2 separate regions of the Podarcis muralis genome follow, and region 2 is linked to region 1. Evidence: chromatin contacts called from public Hi-C data. All regions are on one chromosome and are shown on one strand. The core of a region is the stretch at or near the end of the contact, and the rest is flanking DNA. Distances in the headings are between cores, read along the strand shown.

What was found. A called contact is a pair of places that touch in the nucleus more often than the background predicts.
Region 2: a contact with region 1 is called in a Hi-C map of blood, with 4 times the contacts expected there. The contact joins the promoter of CRYM here to the promoter of ERI2 in region 1. A contact is called at or near these places in 2 of 3 Hi-C or Micro-C datasets (blood and tail).

The regions. Positions count from the first base shown.
Region 1 is chr14:42,310,042-42,316,985 of rPodMur119.hap1.1, reverse strand. ERI2 (ERI1 exoribonuclease family member 2) reads left to right here and starts at 5,385. Exons shown (of 9, transcript XM_028707097.2): 1 at 5,385-5,556; 2 at 6,225-6,295; 3 at 6,385-6,468. The coding sequence starts at 5,534. REXO5 (RNA exonuclease 5) reads right to left here and starts at 5,309. Exons shown (of 20, transcript XM_077918534.1): 1 at 5,205-5,309; 2 at 2,729-2,919; 3 at 1,668-1,789. The coding sequence starts at 2,869.
Region 2 is chr14:42,593,391-42,599,967 of rPodMur119.hap1.1, reverse strand. CRYM (crystallin mu) reads left to right here and starts at 4,948. Exons shown (of 8, transcript XM_028706482.2): 1 at 4,948-5,216. The coding sequence starts at 5,038. UQCRC2 (ubiquinol-cytochrome c reductase core protein 2) reads right to left here and starts at 2,091. Exons shown (of 14, transcript XM_028705785.2): 1 at 1,915-2,091; 2 at 586-678; 3 at 324-473. The coding sequence starts at 2,076.

The DNA of each region.
Region 1 (6,944 bases), core at 4,136-6,635:
AGAAGCGGACACGGAGCAATGGATCCAAACTACAAGAAAGAAGATTCCACCTAAACATTAGGAAGAACTTCCTGACAGTAAGAGCTGTTCGACAGTGGAATTTGCTGCCAAGGAGTGTGGTGGAGTCTCCTTCTTTGGAGGTCTTTAAGCAGAGGCTTGACAACCATATGTCAGGAGTGCTCTGATGGTGTTTCCTGCTTGGCAGGGGGTTGGACTCGATGGCCCTTGTGGTCTATTCCAACTCTATGATTCTATAAGTGCTGAATGCGGCCCCCAGGTATCTCTACCAGGCCCCCAGGACTCTCTCCTGACCACATCCCTCACAATATAGCCTCCCAACAGCGCATGGCAAAGCTGCTTTTGAAAGGCAAGGAATTTGGAAAAGCAGTCTGAGGCTTCCTAGTTTACAAATGCTGTACTGATTTGTTGATCGCATTACACGACTTTTGCTTTAATTGTGGTGTCCAGCTTATTTTTTAGTTGCTGCTTTGTTAACAGTGTTTTGTAGACTGCAATTGTTTCCCTGATGATTTGTTACTTGTTCTAGATGATTCACGCTGCATTTGTGATGTTCTCCATCAATCTCACTTACTGGCATGAACAGGATGCAGAAATATTTAAGTCAAAGCGTAAAATTGGCATCTGTTCATAGAAGGAGATGCTTTAAGATAAAACTAAGGTTAAAAAGTGCCTCTTGAGTCTTACAGTGATGTGGCCTCTCTCAGAAATTTTGCTACTTTCTCTACAATGCCATTAATTATCCCATATGATTTATGCTGCATTTATTATGTTCAACCATGTTCTTATTATTTATTGTTTGTAATCCTCTTTGGGATTCTTGAATGAAACTGTAATAAATCAAGCAAATCAATCCATCTGTTCAACAAAACAAAGGAAATCAATATTCCTACTGGACTAGATGGGCCTGATCCTGCAGGGCCAAAATGGGGTTCTGATGTAGCCAGGAGGGGATCTGAAATGAAGCCTTCCCTGAACTAAATTCACATCCACAATACGCAATGAAAATACATTACAGTGGTACCTCGGGTTAAGTACTTAATTCGTTCTGGAGGTCCGTTCTTAACCTGAAACTGTTCTTAACCTGAAGCACCACTTTAGCTAATGGGGCCTCCCGCTGCTGCTGCTGCGCCGCCGGAGCACAATTTCTGTTCTTATCCTGAAGCAAAGTTCTTAACCTGAAGCACTATTTCTGGGTTAGCGGACTCTGTAACCTGAAGCATATGTAACCTGAAGCGTATGTAACCTGAGGTACCACTGTATTTTCCTCAAAGATCCGTGGGAACTGTGTATGCTGGCAATTGCAGTTCTGCGAGGAGCAAACTACAGTTCCCATGATTCTTTGGAGGAAGTCATGTGTTTTAAATGCATGGTGCTGATGTGATCTATGTCAGTACCAGAAACTTGACACAGGTTAATGGAAGCGTCAAAGGTGCACGGCTCACAGCTCATCAGAGCACATGAGAACGGCATTAGGTGATGGCTTTTAGTGAGATCTATTCCTGTTGGAGCATGTAGGATGGACTCCTAGACTGAACATAGAGCAGGGATGGGCAGCCTTCAGTCCTCCAGGATGTTGCTGGACTCCAGTTCTCAACCTCAATGGGAGCTAGGAGCCCATCAACACCTGGAAGGGGACAAGTGACTACCTGGGATGAGTTGCATCGTGGCGCTTCCCCAAAGCAGAATACTTGAGGAATCTGTACAGTTGGTCGTAGCTGATTTCAGAGTCTTCTCCAAACACTTTGGCAGACAAGCGGGGCTGCTTCTCCTGAAAAGAACGAGAGAACCGGCTCAGGATTGTTTACAAAGACAGAAAGCGTTGAAGTGTCTGAGCTGCCACTGAATGGATTCCAGAAGGGGACGACTTGTCTCTTACAAAAAGGGCACAGAGAAAATAAATGAGCGAGCAGGGAAGACAGAGTGAGCATACAGTATTTTGATTATGCATAACTTGACATCACTTGGAAGCTATTTACATAAACACAGCAAATGCCAAGCGACTGCAGTTGGACGTGCCATTTGCAAAAATCCTCCACTGGGAAGTTAACAACCCTGACTGTGAAAAAACACATGAGTCATCCTCTCAAAAACGACCTTGCAGGGTTAGAAATGGTGGGGGAACTTGGCTGCCTGCTTTCCTACCTTTCGGTTTATAAGACTTGACCTACAAAGTGCTTTCAGTCTTGTCTTGATTTCATGAGGGCCAGAAGCTTGAGTTTCATTTGCAGAATTCAGGGAGGAGCACACTGGCTTCACACATACATGGCCTGGAGGTGATGTGTCTTAATATGATGGCCACTTTTGATCAAGCATGGCCTTTTGCAAGAGCTCTCCTGAATTTTGGCCCAGTGAGCATTCAGGCTGCTACATTTTGTACTAGCTGCAGTTTCCGGGACAACTTCAGGGGAAGCCCTGCAAAGAGTGCATTGTAGTAATCCAATATGGAGGTGACCAGCACCCTGAAAACTGTGGTTAGGCTACTCTGGTCCAGAAATGGCTGTAGCCAGGGCAACAGTCAAAGCTGGTAAAAAAGCACTGGGTTGTATCCAGTGCTGGTCCTATTCAGAGTTAACCCACTGAAGTTAATAGGTGTGACTAACGTAGGGTCATTATTTCCAATGGGTCTACTCTAGTACACAACTTATTGTTACTTTTTGCTGAGATTGGAGACTGAGAGCAGATCTCCTGCAATAGCAGGAACACTTACATCGCTTTTAGCTTTCTGCTGGTTTTGGCAAACATCGCTTTCATCAACCTTCCTTCTCTTTTTAACCTTCTCTGTCTTTTCATTATCTTCACAGGGCCGTTTCTTTTTCATGACATCGGTTGCTGTATCCATTTTGTCCATCAGTATGGGGTTGGGGTTTTTTCCTTGGGGTGTGTGTGTGGGTGTTGTATCTGCCAAAAAGACGAATCAGGAAATAAAATAGCTGGAAACAGATTTAAGTTGAACAAAATATAACAAACACCACAACCCAATTTGGCATCCCTTGGCAGGCACAGACAGAAGAGGAGGAAATGGCGTGGTGGGGTGGATTGTGGGAACCTGGGTGGAAGGCAGGCAAATCTCCTCTTTTCACTCAACTACAATTGCTTTGGAAGAGGAAGAAGGATGTGAGCTCTCCCCTCCGACCCACATGTGGAGCAGAAAGCCTCAGTGGAGGTTGCATAGCAGTGGTGGCCAAACTCGGCCCTCCAGATGTTTTGGGACTACAATTCCCATAATCCCTGACCACTGGCTCTGTTATCCAGGAATGATGGGAGTTGTAGTCCCAAAACATCTGGAGGGCTGTTTGGCAACCACCGGATAGGGTTTTGATCTGTCAAAGGGGTTGTGGCTGACAGGAAGTGGCAACTGATCAGGAAGGTGCTTGTCATCTACTCAGGAGCTGCCTTCACAGATGGAAGCAGACCCATCTACCCCACCAGAGAGCACACTCACAATCTCAACATCCCCGCAAGGCAAGAGAGTCTCCTGAGTGAACACACCACCTCTCAGCTTTAAAAGCTCAGTGGGATGGGTGGGGAAACTTGTTGTGACATCTTTGTTGCTTCTGTCTGGTTCTGAACTTCTTGCCCTGCTCTTGAACTCCTGAGTCCTGTGTTAGCTGCTGAGCCTGTACTGCTAGCCGTCTGAATAAAGACATATTTCTTATTTACAAGTTTGTGTGTTTTGGGAGGAAACCAGGGCAATGTTCTACCACATTTGAAATGAGTTTCAGCATGTTGCAACTGTGTTGTGGGAGGGAGTAGGGGCTACTGTTTTGTTTTCGTTCTCTTGTTTTATGTGTGTGTTTTCTTATCTTGTATTTTTGTGTTGTGAGCTGCCTTGAGATCTATGCATGGAGGGCCGTATTCAAATTTAATAAATGATAACTGGGAGCATTTACACAATGGTTCTAACCAGCTAAGCTATTTATAGTCACAAAACAGAATACGTTTGTTCTATGTTTTACGTTTGTGCACTCAGAAGTCCTGCTGAACTTAATGGGGCTTACTCTCTAGGAGGTGTGCCAATGATTGCAACCTATACCACACTGAAAGCAGGGGAGAGTTCGGTGTCCTCTACTTCTCCATTGCCTTCAATAAGGGGCAATGAAATGGAAGCACCCTACACTGCTGTAGCAGGCCCTCCCCTTTGAGAACACTCAAATTAACAATGGTACTTAAAAGTAAATCATAATTAATCTGTATTAATGATTTCAACAGGACAAAAGCTCCGTTTACCTAGGCTGCAACTATACTCCCACTTACCTGGGAGGAAACCCCATTGACTTCAATAGGGCACACTTCTGAGTAGACATGGTTAGGATTGTCATGTTATTCTAGATCCAATCCACAACTGAAGGGGAAGCCATTATGGAACAAACATACTTCTGGTGAAGCCAAGCACATAGCAACATGCCAGACCCTCTAAGTGTCTCTATTTTCCAGGGACGTCCCTGGTTTAGAGAAGCCGTCCTGGTTTCTGATTTGATCCTGGAATGTCCCACTTTTCCTTAGGATGTCCCTATTTTCATTCGAGAAATGTTGGAGGGTATAGTTATCCAACCCCCGAGCCATCTGAAGGCAATCCTGTATAGGGAAGTGGTATTTTTTAAAATGTTGTTATATGTATTGAAGGCTGCCCAGAGTGGCTGGGGCAACCCTGTAAGCTGTGTGGGCTATAAATAGTAAAATTATCATTATGGAACAGGAGATCCCTATTTTCATCAGGAAAATGTTGTGAGGGTATGACATGCATAATAATAATAAAGGGAGGAAATAAATGTTCTGTCGTGAAAAGGCTGTAATACACACCATACAATTAAAACAGATTCCCCCTCCCCAAATCCTGGGAACCGTAGTGTGCAATTCCAAGCACCCATAACAAACTACAGCTCCCAGGATTAAGCATATGGTGTGCATGGCAGCCTAAATAGCATGGAGCAGGTGCAGGGACACCCACAGCGTGTGCAATAATGGTGAGGAGACTCAAGACTGCAGGTTACAGAGCCAATGTCAGCACTACTCACGAGTAGACCGCTGGGAGACCTGCAGCCATGTGCGATTATCCGGGGGGGGATTTCTCCTCCTCCTGCCCTCTGAAGGCAAACCCCGCATAGCTGCTTCTCCCGTCCCCCCCGGGGACATAGAAACGCCATTCAAAGAACGACGGTCGTTTAAGCAGGAGAGACGCTCACCTTCTTCCTCCGTTTGCCTTCGCGGGGTGCAGAGCGGAGCTCCCAATCGAGGAAAACTTTCAGATCGGCAATCGTTTCCTTCGGCCTAGGCTACTCGCCCACCCACCCGCTCTCTCGGAGCGCCGCATAGGCTGTTGGAGAAGTCGCGAGCGGGGACTCCGGAGAAGAACAGAGAGCTCCCCGGAAGTCAGAAGGACCAGACTCTAGTAGCCGATTTGTCGACGGCATCGATAAGAGGCGGGATCCGCGGGCTGTTCAAAACGGAGGCCGGAAACGGAGAGGAGTGAGGAGCGTGGAGCGTTGGGGGATGGGGGTGGGAGGCCGTAGCCATGGCGACGAAGAAGTTGGCCAGGTGAGGCCTACAACAGGCGCTGCATCCTTCTTTTCCTCCATTTCCCTAGTGGGCTCTCGGATTATTTAATTAATTAATTAATTAAATTTAATTTATACACTGCCTTTTTATCCAAGGAACTCTAGGTAGCGCACGTGCCCCCCCCCCCTATTCATTTAATCCACCCAACAACCCTGTGAGGTTGGTTAGGTTCAGAGGCAGTAACTGGGCCAAGGTCACCCAGGGAGCTCCTTGGCTGAGTGAGGATTCGAACCCTGCTCTCCCAGGCCCTAGTCTGGTGCTCTAACCACTGCACCACCCTGGTTAACAAGCCTTGTGGGTTTCTTTTCCCTTGGGAAGGTTTGGATGTTTAAAATAAGGGGGTGGAGGGAGCTGGTGAAAAGAAAAGATGCTGCCAGATGTCTGGAACAAGCCCCCATCCCCCCCCCCCGTTCTCTCCCCTTTTATCCCATTTTTTTTGAGCTTCGTGTAAATAGGTTACAGGTTGGGCCACTTGCATTTCATTACCAGTTGTCCGAACTGTTCTCCACACTTTTTCTCAAGGGATTCGGCAACCTCAGGCCTGAATCTCGATCACTTGGTTACCCCCCAAAATATTGTTCTGCTATTGAGAGATTAAATCTTCCAGTATGTGTTTGCATTTTTATTTTTTATTTTTATTTTTGTAGGCAGCTTGGCATTATTAGAAGAATTTCTAAAACATCGCCTGGTGGCCAGAATCATGGCAAACCCAAACTGAGTGAGTACTGTGTCTGAATTGCAAAGCAAAAATTACTGTCTTTACTCTCGCAAATAACACAATAACACAATCCTCACTTGATTCCGTAGGGCAGTTGTTTGACTACTTAGTAATTATTGATTTTGAGTCTACGTGCTGGAAAGAAGGCAGAAAATGTTACACTCAAGAAATCAGTAAGTGGAGATTTAGTAATATTGTTTGAGAACTGCTTCTGTGTGATCGGTAAATTAATAATGGAGCTATCAAAACATTGCTCATGCAGTTTATTTGTATATAATTCCCAACCTACCTATCCCAAACTCTATGTGTAATTCATATTCATATATTTTTTTTTATATAAATATTTATTAGGGTTTTTAGAAAGAAGAATACAATATTAATAAACATTGTTACTTTGTTTTAACAAAATTTCATAATATCCTTAAACTTCCTCACGTCTCCCGCTCCCACTTACATCATTAATAAGTTTTTGTCAAGCAAATTATAATCTTATTTCCAAATCTGTAACCACTTACTTAAATACAATAAAATAATTCTCCTGCAAATTTGTTTCTCTTAATCTCTCTTATCATCAATTCCTGATCTATTTTAGTGATGGCCAATTATTTATAACCAAGCATCCTTCTTAACATTCCACTAAATCACAATA
Region 2 (6,577 bases), core at 3,699-6,198, 280 kb before region 1:
ACTCAAAACCACATGGTCACTGCCTAGGCAAATGACAATCACTCATGTAGATGCTACACACAGGACAGCCTGAGAATGGTTTTACTTGAATTTGTACCAACACCATTTTTTTCTCCTATGAAAATAACAAAAAGTATTCTCCTCTGCGGTTTTTAACACAGTAGCACAAACGTTTGTTTTTCCAGAATTTCAAAAGTACTCCACTCACCTCCCCACCCTTTCCAGCCTCCCAATTTCACTTTTAGGATACCAACACTAAATGAGCTGAATATAACACTTTGCTTCCTTAATCTAAAGTCAAAGAAGTTGAAGAAGAAACCCACCAGGTTAGATGCAAGGCGGAGCAGGTGAGCAGTTCCCAAATTGGTGGTGGTCTCATACCTGCTGCCTGCTTTGATGAAGACACCAATCCTTGAAACGGGAGAATAATTTTCCAGAGAAGCAATCATCAAGCCATTTGGTAGTTTTGCAATCTGCATTTATAAAGAGGACACATCAGTCTACGTGAAATCACACTGCTCCACTATGTGCTGCTCTAATTAGCAGAAATATCAAAATGCAAAATAACTTCCTCTTCAGACTAACCTCAAGATCCTGGGGGTGCAGCAGTACTTTTGACCGCTCTGCTCCTCCAGGGGCTTCAACTTTAGGCGCAGTCTTGAGAGAATAAAATCTCCTCTAATAAGAGAGAACAAACAATGGTAAGCTAGATCCATACACATTTCAACCAATTAAATTTGAAAGATAAGCAATGTGGTGTAGTGGTTAGTGTGTTGGACTACGACCTACGAGACCAGGGTTCAAACTCATCCATGCTGTTCACTGGGTGACCTTGGGCCTAACACTGCTTCTCACCCTAAACTACCTCACAGGATTGTTGTGAGGATAAAACTGGGTAAGAGGAGAAATATGTATGGCTCCTTGAGTTCCCTGGAGAATATATGTACTACGTTATAAATAAATAACTGGCACAAAGTAAACATGCCAGGAACAAGAATGTCCATGTTCCAAGTCAATGGATATCAAGCAGACATTCACTAAAAACCATCGTTTAGACCACCGAGCCTCTTGGAATTGCGGGTCAGAAGGTCAGCAGTTCGAATCTGCACAATGGGGTGAGCTCCTATTGCTCTGACCCAGAAACCTGTCTGTGGACAAACGGCGGCTCCTTCGACCTGAAAAGTGAGATGAGCGGGGCAACCCATAGTCGCCTTTGACTGGACTTAACCGTCCAGGGATCCTTTACTTTTTTACCTTAGACAACCCTACCCTGATGCTTAGTCAGAAACGCTGGTGTGAATTTTAATCTGCTTTTAGCTTCTTGTTCTTGCAATTTCTCCTGAATTTTCTGGTTTCCTCTTTTTGTAAAGCACTTGGATGTGTTGCCGTTGTTTGCAATAAGCGATGCATAATTTTTTTTACGAAATAAATGAATAGCTTAGCCGTTCTCCCTAGAGACTAATTTGTGGCCTGGGGGTGTGTGTGTTTCCGTGCGGTGATTTCTTTCCTTCGTTTTCAACGGTCATTTCTCCCCCTGCCGGAGCGAACAGCATTCTGTCCTGCGTACGTCTAAAGGGGAAACGCCGACTGACAGCTTCCGATGGTGCTGGGGCTCCAGGGACAGGCCGACCTCGGGGCTCCTGTAGCGACCTTCAGCCTCCCGGCAGAAGAGGGGTCTGTCACCACCCTCTTCTCTCCCCAAAGCGGTTGCTGAGAAGGAGGAGCGGCGCCCGGAGATGGATGAGGCGCCGGCCTTCCCTTTCCCCTCCTTCCCCGGTCGAAGGCCCGAGTCAAGGTCGCTCCCGGGAAGCGGGCGCTGCGCTTCCTCCATCGGGCCTTCACCGGCCCAGGCGCCTCTCTCGCTCCGGGCTCCCGCCCCTTCACCGCCGCCGCCTCCAGGGCGCTGCTACTCACCGAGAGGCACCGCGCTGCCGCCGGAATGGGCTTCATGGTCTCCGACCGCCACAGAGCCCTCCGGAGCCTCCCCGGGGAAGAAATCCAAGATGGCCGCCCAGGAAGCGGAAGGCTCTTCCGGTCCACGCCGCACTGCCACTCTTTCCGCGCCGCCCGAACCATAGAGAAAGCGGAGCCTTTCTATAATCTCGCGTCTATGCGCCCAGCGCCTGCGACTAGGGAAACGCCCCCGCCCCGTAGAGGTAGGGGAACGTTGTTCCAGCATGGAAACTAGGAGAGGAAAGCGGCTAGAGCGTCGCAGGCCAGTCCATCAAGGGGATAATCGTTCACCGCTAAGAATCATCATACACGTCCGGTTCTCATTTGCAGTTGGTAGAATCCTGGATGGCAAAGGACGAAAACAGAACCTGAGGACTAAAAACTCTGCTGTGCGCAGTTAGCTCGCGGGCTGACCCTCCAGCCACCTAAGTTGTAACTCACGAGCGTTTCGCAAATTTGATTTTCTCTCTCCCCCCCCCCCTTGCATTTGAAGAAGAAAGGACATCTATCCTTAATTCTGATAAATCTTTACATTGCTTTAATTCTCGAGGATCGGGAGCGAAAGCTGCATGTTCTAAATAAAGCACGCTCTATTCATTTCTTTTGTTCTCTCTGTAAAGGTGATTTGCGGTACTACCATCCAGAAACTGCCACCCACTTGTCAAGGAACAACCAGGAGCACACATTTAAGCGCCTTTGCAGCCAGGTCTTGTACGTGCCCCACCTATGATGTCAGGTGTGAGGCAGGTGGGTGCAGTTTGGGGGAAGCAAGTTAAATCATGACCCTTGCAGGAGGAGTGGAGGTTCACCCCACGCATTTATAGCACATGACTTCACCCAAAGAATCCTGGGAACTGTGTTCTCCGCTTAAGGTAAAGGCCGACTCGGGTTGCGGTGCTCATCTCGCTTTACTGGCCGAGGGAGCCGGCATTTGTCCGCAGACAGCTTCCGGGTCATGTGGGCAGCATGACTAAGCCGCTCCTGGCGAACCAGAGTAGCGCACGGAAACGCCATTTACCTTCCTGCCGGAGCAGTCCCTATTTATCTATTTGCACTTTGACGTGCCTTTGAACTGCTAGGTTGGCAGAAGCAGGGACCGAGCAATGGGAGCTCACCCTGTTGCGGGGATTTGAACGACCGACCTTCTAACTGGCAAGCCCAATGCTCTGTGGTTTAGACAGCGCCACCTGCATCCCTTCAAATAACTATTTATTCAAATAAATAGTTATAAACTAAAAAACTCCATCGTGGGGATTTGAACCGCCGACCAGTACGTAAAGTTCCCAGGATTCTTTGGAGGGGGGGAAGCTTGGTAAGAGCACTTGTCCTGGAAGGGCTGAGAGTACCATAAGACAGTGGCTCTGAAGAAACCCAGGATGATCTACAAGTCACCCGTCAACAGAAGATTCACTCTTTCTCATGCACACTCTTGCACACAGTTTACCGGTATATTTCAAAATTCATTCCCTGCTTTTCTTTTCTTAAATAGTTTTTATTATTTTTTTCATTTTTATCTTCATCACAATACATTCCCTGCTTTTCTTAAGTTCATGAAGTACAGTAAAGCAAAACGACAGAAAAACACACAAACCCAGTTGGAATGACCAAACTTCTGATTTGCACAACAGGATCCAAAGCATGGACTAAACAGCTGAGCATAAAAACAGGGAGGCGGGACGTTAATCCACAGTTTAAGTCTGGCAGAGTCAAAAGGTTTTAGGATCTGCCTTTAGTTTAAGAGTGCAAGAGTCAAGGGAACCCATCTGGGAAGGGAGATTCACAGCCTGGAATGCCTAATAAAGAAAGCCTTAGGGTTGTATGCACTGTTGGACCTACTCAAAGTAGACCCATTGAAATCAAGACATGTTTAACTTAGCTCTATTAATATCAACAGGTCAACTATAAGTAAAAGTTAGTTATGGGCAACCCATCGAAATCAATAGGCACGACTAGCCTTCACAACTGACAACAAGGTCTTGGTCACCACTGTTGCCTTATTCAGTGGGGTTGTTCCTTGACAGATCACCACACCTTTACAACACCTGTGCTGCTGACTCTCAAACTTTGGGACTTTTGAAATAGATACAATAAAAATAATAATCAATTTGAGTCGTGTGACTCCAGTTGGGTCTAGTAGACCCAAAAAGCTTAAGCAATGTGGACTAAAGTCGCTTCTGGGCCCCAAAGGATTAGGGGCCCTGAAGCTTAAGATTCATTTGTTTCACAGTAGATCCATCCCTTAGCAGGGTTGCCACCTGTCTTGTATAATACAGGTTTGTCCTGCATTGCAATGTAAAATGCTATGTCCTGTAATGATACAATTTTGTCCTTTATTTCAAATCTTCTCTGTCTGTTTGTTTGTTTGTCTGTCTCCTCTCCAAATACATGTGTTCAAAAGGGTGTGTGAAATAATAATAATAATAATAATAATAATAATAATAATAATAATAATAATAATTTATTTGTACCCCGCCCATTTGGCTGGGCTTCCCCAGCCACTCTGGGCGACTTCCAACAATGGAAGTCATGCATAAGCTCTGGGCATGGGTCTAGCCAGGATTTTTGTTGGGGGGGGGCGAACCTCAGTTTGCTATGTATTTTTTATTGAATTTTATTGATTTAATGGGTTGCAGCTGCCCCTCTCTGCCCCCCTTGGCTATGCCCAGGGCTCTGGGTAGCCAAGGGCAGACAGATTTACAAATTCAGGTATTTGTGTGTGTGTGTGTGTGTGTGAGAGAGAGAGAGACAAATTCCAGAGGGCCACCCCGTTAGGTTCCAACAGATTGCAGTTTCAAGTCACTTCAGCACAGGGTGTGTGTGTGGGGGGGGGGGGAGCCGCTTCCCCCAACCGGTCCTGTATTTTGCCAGATCGAAGCCGGCAACCCTCCGAGGACCTTCCTGGGGGTTCCCTGCTCAGAGGTCCCGGACCAGCTCCGTCGGGAGCAGCAGGCGTCTCGTCCGCCAGGGGGTGCTGGGCGCCGCCGCCTCTCGGGCGGCGAGACGGGGCGGGCGCCTGGCAGCGGGCGACTCTCAGTCGAGGGGCACCGGGCGCCGCCGCCGCCTCTGCTCTCCGCAGTCCCCACCATGAGCCACGCCGTGCCGCCTCCCGTTTTCCTGGCGGCCGGAGAAGTGGAGAAACATTTCCCCGCCGCCAGCCGGCTCATCCCCGCCCTGGCCACGGCCCTGGCCAACTTCTCCAGCGGCGCCGAGGGAGGCGTCGTGCAGCCGGTGCGCACCGTGGTGCCGATCCAGAAGTACAGCGGGTGAGGATCCGGGATCGGGATGGGGATCTCCTGCTAGGTATATCCCCAGGTCATGTGGGGTTTTTTTGGGGGGGGGGGTCGGTTTGTAGGGATGTCCCCCCGCCCGCCATGACATGCAATAAATATAATGAGTTTGATTCAAGCATAGGGACTAATTCTTTGGGACTCTGGGTGCCCCAGCACCCACAAAATTCCCCACGAAGGGGCCGGGCACCCACATATTTCGGTACAGCGTGCCTGGCACCCACGACCCAGGGTATCCCCGGTCGCGGGAGCTAGCACTCGTGGATTCAAGTTACTGCTACTCTGAGTAGACCCATTGGATCTAATGGACCCCACTTATTCACGCTTATTAACTGGTCCGCTCTGAGTACAAGTTAGTTGAATGCAATCCAACTAAGGCTTACATAAGAGGAGACCCGGTGGAATTCGTTCCAAGAATTTCAGCCGCGGGTCAGCTCCCAGCACGACTAAAGCTGGTTGACGTTTCCTACGGATGTAAGCTGACGAAATTAACCTGGAGAAACTGGGATCTTTCTGTGCCCGCCGCACTCTGTGGGCTTCCCTGGGAGTAAATCCATGGGATCTGGTTATAAATTGGATCCAGACATAGTCTGCTATCCTAAACCCACTTTACCTGGGAATGAGCTCCCTATGCATTCAATAAAGCTTCCTTTTGAGTTGTTGTTGTTGTTGTTGTTTAGTCGTTTAGTTGTGTCGGACTCTTTGTGACCCCATGGACCTTGAGTAGACATGGTTAAAAATTGTGGTGTTAGTCATGCTTTGAGTAGATGTGTTGACATCGATGGGGCAACTTAGCAATTAAAAAAGACAAACAACGAAGAAGAAATAACTATTCTTACACACACACAATTTACAAGTTTTAAACCATATATATTTAAAATTGGCACAGGTTAATGTTCAGTAAACTAAATACAACAAAATAAGGAATCCAGTTGGGCGTGTACAAACCAGTTTCAAGCATAGTCATATAATTGTTGGGTTTTATTTTGCTGAATTTCATAATGTGTACATAATAAAAGCAATTGCTGTTTTCGCTGCACAGGGAAGAAAGGGAGTGAGCAGTGCTGAGGTGTGCTCTCAGCAGTTACTAATTTTAAGTTCAAGCTCTAAGCACGACTAACGCCCGCATCCAGTTTTGTGAATGAACATGCATAGAATTGTGCTGTCTGTCTTGCACCCATTGCAAAGGGTCACTTTTGCTTTTTAGAAATTTTTTACCTACAGTCATCAAAGGCTGTACTTTCCCCATTTTGTTCCCTTTTGGACCCTAGAGTCCATGAACACACATTTGAGTGCATGCCTGCACATGTGATTCCAGCATTGGGGACTAGATGACC